Regions from separate parts of the Mus musculus genome. Here region 2 is linked to region 1. A link is a contact called in public promoter capture Hi-C data. All regions are on one chromosome and are shown on one strand. Each heading gives the region's core, a stretch centred on a gene start, on an enhancer-like site or on the middle of the called end of the contact. The rest is flanking DNA. Distances are from core to core; before and after follow the strand shown. Region 1 has its middle 52 kb from the start of Gm25915. Region 2 holds the start of Tmem164 (transmembrane protein 164).

Region 1 (3,184 bases), core at 282-2,781:
GAAATCAAGTCTAGCTGCGCACTTCTTTTTTTTTTTTTTTTTTCCATTTTTTATTAGGTATTTAGCTCATTTACATTTCCAATGCTATACCAAAAGACCCCCTTACCCACCCACCCCCACTCCCCTACCCACCCACTCCCCCCCTTTGGCCCTGGCGTTCCCCTGTACCGGGGCACACAAAGTCTGCGTGTCCAATGGGCCTCTCTTTCCAGTGATGGCCGACTAGGCCATCTTTTGATACATATGCAGCTAGAGTCAAGAGCTCAGGGGTACTGGTTAGTTCATAATGTTGTTCCACCTATAGGGTTGAAGATCCCTTTAGCTCCTTGGGTACTTTCTCTAGCTCCTCCATTGGGAGCCCTGTGATCCATCCATTAGCTGACTGTGAGCATCCACTTCTGTGTTTGCTAGGCCCCGTAGCTGCGCACTTCTTGCGAGGCCTGATTTTTCCAAAAGTGGGCAGTATTTGCTGCTCATACCTCCCTATTCTGGAACAAGAGAATTTGAGGGAACTTAACAAGAGAGGGCTGTGGGCTGGAAAACGGGAGTATGACCTGTCTAGAAGTATTGTATGCATATAATGACATTTATTTATTTATTTATTTATTTATTTATTTATTTTCGAGACAGGGTTTCTCTGTATAGCCCTGGCTGTCCTCGAGCTCACTGTGTAGACCAGGCTGGCCTCGAACTCAGAAATCCGCCTGCCTCTGCCTTCCAAGTGCTGGGGTTAAAGGTGTGCACCACCACTACCCAGCTTAATGACATTTATTAATATTAATTACTAATGTCAATCAATTTGGCAATTGATTGATATGGTAGATTTTGTATTGCTCCTAGCTCATCTTTTCTCCTAGTGCCAAGGACTATCTGGGGACTTTGTCCTTACTGAATACCCTTCCCCAGTGAGTATCATGAGAAGTCTCAGAGGCAGGAAAGCGGCTGGTGAGAACCTCCTGCTCCCTGCCTCAAAGGACCATGGGTAAAGAGTGAATGTTTTTGCAGTGAAGCTCATTTTGGTAGGCTCATCTTTTCCGTGATGTTGAAAACACTGGCTAATCTTTAAATGGTTTATCTCAGTATGAGTTCATCTTCCTTCCTCTTTCTGAAAGGGCCTCCTCAAGTTCCCTTAAGCCTAGCTGACTCGCTTCCTCTTAGAAGGCATCCATATATCCTTCAAAAGAGAGGACCAACTGGGAATAAGGAAACTACCCAGTCTTCACTGACTCCACTCATCAGAGATAAATGCAAAGCAACCTGTGCTCCTCTACCTAAGGTCAGACATCAACGCCATGAGGCTCTATGCCCATAACTGATGTGATTGACTCCTTAGGCGAGTCTGTCTGAAACTAGGTTCCCCCTTTAGCCTAAGAAAACCCAGACAATCCTGGGCACTCACTGATAACATAATTAGTGAGAAACAGATGTGGTATCCAAACAGCCTTTTGACTATAAAACCTGGTCCCTGTAGGATGGGCTTATGAGCAAAGGACAAAGAGAATCCTGAGTCATGGTCATTGATGTCACAATGGTGGAAATTCCAGACTCTTGACATTTCAGGCTGTGTGTGCTGAGGAGGTGGGGGATGGGGTGTAAAATATACATAATATATCAAACTGATTATTTTAGCCATCTGAAGTGTATAGTCATTGAAATTAAGTGTATCCACAGCATCATTTAACTGTCATCACTTTCTGTCCTTCAGATTTTGTTGTCTTTCCAAATAGAAACCAGGGACAACCAATTGATTTTAAATTCAGGTTGTGACACTTAGAAGCTCTGTAAGTTTGTATACATTCCTTAGTCATTCAGGGCCTCGACTTCATTTATAAGATGAAGATGATAATATGACTTGTCTGGTATGATTGTACATGCATAATAATATTTACTAGAATTAATTACTAATTTCAATCACTGGGCCAATCTATTAACATGTTAGTTTTTGTGTTGCTGTGACCAAAATACCTGGAAGAAACGACTTAAGGGAGGACATGTTTCTTTTAGCTCCTGGTTTTGAGGATTTCTGTGCTTAGACCTTGACTCCTTTGGTTGCAGACCCATGGTGAGGCAGAGTATTCTGGTGGCATGGTAGACAGGAAACACAGTGATGTTGCCAGTGACCTGTATCCTCCACCTAGGCTCCACTTCCTAAAGTCTCCACATAAAACTTCCTAAAATAGCACCACTTGGGGACCAAATACTCACCACATGAGCTAGGGGACAGCATTTCTCCTTCAACCCATAACACATGAAACGTATTCCACATGTACCTTAGCTCTTAGTCTGTGTAGACAGCTGTGCCAAGACTCAAGGGATCGTTAGACTTGACCTAGGAGCTTGCATTTGCAAGGCTATGAAAAGTCAGTAAGATGAGAATATCCAGTGCCCGCCATACACCATTTCCCCAGCAAACACTGGCCAGCTCATCTTTATCATTGCTGCTGTGGAACAGAATCGGAAATTCATGCCTCCTGAGCCTCTCCGGTAACACTAGGTTATTCTTTCTCCACCAACATAATGAACATTACAAATAATTATTAAAAAAAATTGCCCCTGCCTCTAAGTAGAAGAAAGAGGTGAACAACCCCATTGATGTATACATGACTAAGCATATCTGCCCACCTCCTAGAAAACATCAGCCTATTTACATGTCTACAAGGTACCCACTTTCATTTGTTTCTTATCGCAGGTCCAGGGCTGAACAGTGCCAGAAATAAGTAAGTCAACTTCCTATTTCTGAGAAAGGGGCAGGAAAATCTCTTTCAGCTACTTTCCAAAGCTACTCATTCCTCCTTGGCACTTTCTGCCACTGGCGGCATCCTTCCTGGTGATGATGGTTATGCCAAGAAGAAGAAAGAAGAAAAAGGATGCCATTCTACTTGGTCTGTCCTGCTACTGCTGGAGTCCTCCAACTTAACTTCTTTCCTTTTACAGTGCTAGCTTCTAGTTTCAGATGTTCAAGGGCAGAGAAGAGAAGAGGGGAGTAGGGCACAATGGGAGAGAGTGGGAGATGGCTATGGTCCCAATTTCTTGCTTATCTCTCAGTCCTCAGCAGGACTTCTCCTATAAAGCCACAGACAAATCTAGCTCCCAGCAACCTCTCACCAGTAATTCATAACCTTAATTCACAGGGCTCCCTATCTTTATGCGCCACCTTGCTCTGTTTGAATTAGAATTGTGGTTC
Region 2 (2,941 bases), core at 355-2,854, 140 kb before region 1:
CTCCAGGAAAGCCTGTCACCAGGCCCCTTGGGAAACTACTACAAAAGGCAGGAGTGCTGGCCATGCGCCACAGATGTGATCCTGAATGGTCACCTAGCTGGGGCTGGACTTCCTGCTGGTGAAAAGGCCAGGCCCCAGCAGAGCTGAGATGGGAGGGGCATGGGGCTCCAAGTGCAAGTCATTTCTAGGGTTCACCTCCACTGTGGGGCTGACCTGTTGTGCAATGCTGAAGTTTACTAGCACAAAAGCGGATGCTGGTTGGAAAAGCATTTGTAAGGGTCCCACTTCCCACGGGAACGAAGTGCTCTACACACCAGTGTCCTGAGCACGCTAATGACTCTTATCACTTAGGCTGCCCAGGAAAAAGTCAACAGACTCACATGCATCATGGTGACCAGGTGACAAGGGTTGAGCAGGTAGATGACGGTCTTGGTGGCGAACTTAAAGCCCACCTCCACCCCGAAGATCAGGCACAGGGCTACTAAGAGCAGATTCTTGCTCAGGCTCTCCTTGCCTTCCTCTGGCCGCTGGGTCACCTGCTGTGGCTGGCTGCTACGGCCACCCCTACCGTCCTCCTTCTGCCTCAGGATGTGCCGCAGGGCCACCAGGATCTCCAACAGGGCCAGGGTCAGGACCACCACACTTTCCAGCAGCCGCTGCTGCCAAGACAGGAAGGCAGCACAGTCGGGGCCCCCATTGCCTGCAAAACTGGGGTCGACGCCCCCATAGAGCCAGTCCAGGAGACTTTGGTAGCTATACCGGGACATGATGCAAAGTGGCTCCACTTGACTACGGTACAGGAAGCAAGAGCGAGATGGAACACGAGACCGAAGGGTTGCCCGGGCGGTGGAACATGTAAGGAGGGCACACCCGCACCCCCCTCTGGACACTGGGGCACCTAGAACAGGGGAGGGAAAGCTACACGCGAGGCCCGGGATAAAGTGCTGGCTCTAACTTGTCCCCACGGCTGTCTGGGGAGCCCCCCGCGCTTCTCCAGTGGCCACCAACGAGGCAGGGTTGAAAGGAGCCGTTGGCCAATCTAAAAGGAAGGAGAGGAAAAAAAGGTCTCAAAGAGGCAATTGCACGGGAATTAACGAAGCGGGGAGGGGTAACTAGTGAGGGAAGAAAAGGGGAACGGGAGTGGTGGCCAAGCAAGCACGGGTGAAGGCAAGTTGGAGGCCAAGAGGGTCAGGACTGGGACCTAGGGGGCCCGGCACTAGGCACTGCCGAGGGAGCCAAGCGGGAGGCAGAAGGGGGTGAGAGAGAGAGGGGACACGCGGAGGCTAGGAGAGAAGCTAGCAGGGCTGGGCAGGCGGGGAGGGCGACGGGGAGGGCAGGGACGCCGGACTCCTCGTCTCAGCCACTCCACGAGAGGGGGGGGGGGTCTTACTCCTGCAACCGCGTGGCCGTCTCTGCCCCCAGCTAGCAACTTCGCCGCCGACGGGGCCCCCTCTCCAGCCAATTTAGAGCAGTCCCGGTCCAGCCTCCCGCCCCTGGGTACACCCCCGAACCCCCAGCTCCACCCCCCCTGGCCCCTCACGCCCGCCCTCCGGGCCAGCGCCACCCTCAGCCCTCCGCCTGCTCCGGACCAGCCCCCCAGGCGCAGGCGGGCGGCGGGAGGAAGCCGAGAGGGAGGGCGGGGACGCGGGGCCAGCCAGGGGCCGGGCCATGGGGCCGCCACCCTCCGCCCCGCCGCCACCGCTCCATCTTCCCGCTCCTCCTCGTCCGGCCCCCCGAGGACTGGCCGCCGAGTCCCCCTGGGGCTCCACTCACCCGCTGCTCGGCTCCGCTGCCCGGGCTCCACCGAACTCTCCGTCTCCCCTCACTCCCCGCAGCCCCAGGCGGCACTCGGCTGGGCTCCCCAGGCGGCCGCAGCAGCAGCAGCAGCCGCCACCGCCGCCGCTCCGGCTCCTCCTCCTTGCCTTCCTCCCCCGGCAGCCGCCGCTCGCTTCCTCCGGTTTCCCCTCCCTCTCTCCACCCCCTCGTCGCCAACTCCCTCCACCTTCGGCCCTCCTCCCGTCCACTTCACCCCCTCCCTACACACACACACACACACACACACTCCTCCGATCCACTTCACTCCCTCCCTACACACACACATACACACACACACACACACACATACACACGTCTTCAAGCCACCACTGCCCCGCCTCGCAGCCTTCCCTCCACAGCCTACCCACTTCGTCCTCGCTTCCCACCTCCTGCCCTGCTTCCTCTCTGCTCCCCACCCCACCCCACCCCACCCCCGCCCCCACCCTGCTACCCTCGGAGGCCCCATCCCCGCCTCTTTCCTCCTCCTTCTCCAGCCTGGTCTTCTGCACTCCAAGCGTGCACTCGCGCACAGTTTTGCTCTTTCGCCACTGTGACTGAATTCACCTCCCCACCTAAGCCTGGCGGACTAACTCCTCCGTTGACCTGGTTCTCGGGCCACTACTTTGCATACCTGACCACATACTGGGCACTCAGCCGGTCCTCGCTAACTTCTAGGAGTAAGGCTGTGAAACTGATGGACAGGCTTTAGCTTGGGGAGTGTGCTGAGTATGGACTTCCTGCTTCCTCCCTTCGGCCTTGAAATGGGAGATTCAAAAAAAAAAAAAAAAAAAGACCATAAAAGTATTGCTCACCTTCTTGTCACAGCCTCACTTTCTTCTTGAGTGCCTAAATTTGAGGATTTCTCCTCGGACTCCTTCTAACCCAGCTCTGATGCTTTTCTCTCTCTCCCCCCTCCCCCCACCCTACACAAACCTTGCTGGCTCTCTCCCTCCTTCCCTCCTGCCGTCCTTCTTCCTCTCCGCCCCCTTCCGACCACAGCGAACCTTCAGTGATAGACTTGGTGGAGGAAAAGAAGATTCTCCTGACCTCTTTCCCTCCCCACCCCCGTCCCCCACCCGCAGAGAGAGACAGAGACAGAGACAGAGAGACACAGAGAGCGAGAGAC

What was found. Promoter capture Hi-C pulls out the DNA fragments that hold promoters and counts their contacts.
Region 2: a promoter capture Hi-C map of the HPC-7 cell line shows a contact between it and region 1. The contact joins the promoter of Tmem164 here to the enhancer-like site in region 1. A contact is called at or near these places in 6 of 39 promoter capture datasets (the C10 cell line, the HPC-7 cell line, cranial neural crest and 3 more), 4 of 484 Hi-C or Micro-C datasets (embryonic fibroblasts, macrophages, pre-megakaryocyte-erythroid progenitors and 1 more), 2 of 115 datasets of contacts at active chromatin or transcription factors (the HPC-7 cell line and embryonic forebrain) and 1 of 9 other capture datasets (liver).

Annotation. Positions count from the first base shown.
Region 1 is chrX:142,535,663-142,538,846 of GRCm38.p6, reverse strand. No RefSeq gene overlaps it. Among named protein-coding and RNA genes, the nearest start is that of Gm25915, 52 kb to the right of the region's middle. Within about 2 kb of position 1,531, at least 39 of the 459 cell types and tissues checked have an H3K27ac peak or open chromatin away from gene starts, as enhancers often do. A contact at or near this core is called in the HPC-7 cell line and macrophages, where this site is marked.
Region 2 is chrX:142,680,389-142,683,329 of GRCm38.p6, reverse strand. Tmem164 (transmembrane protein 164) reads right to left here and starts at 1,604. Exons shown (of 7, transcript NM_001199360.1): 1 at 1,391-1,604; 2 at 381-1,039. The coding sequence starts at 767.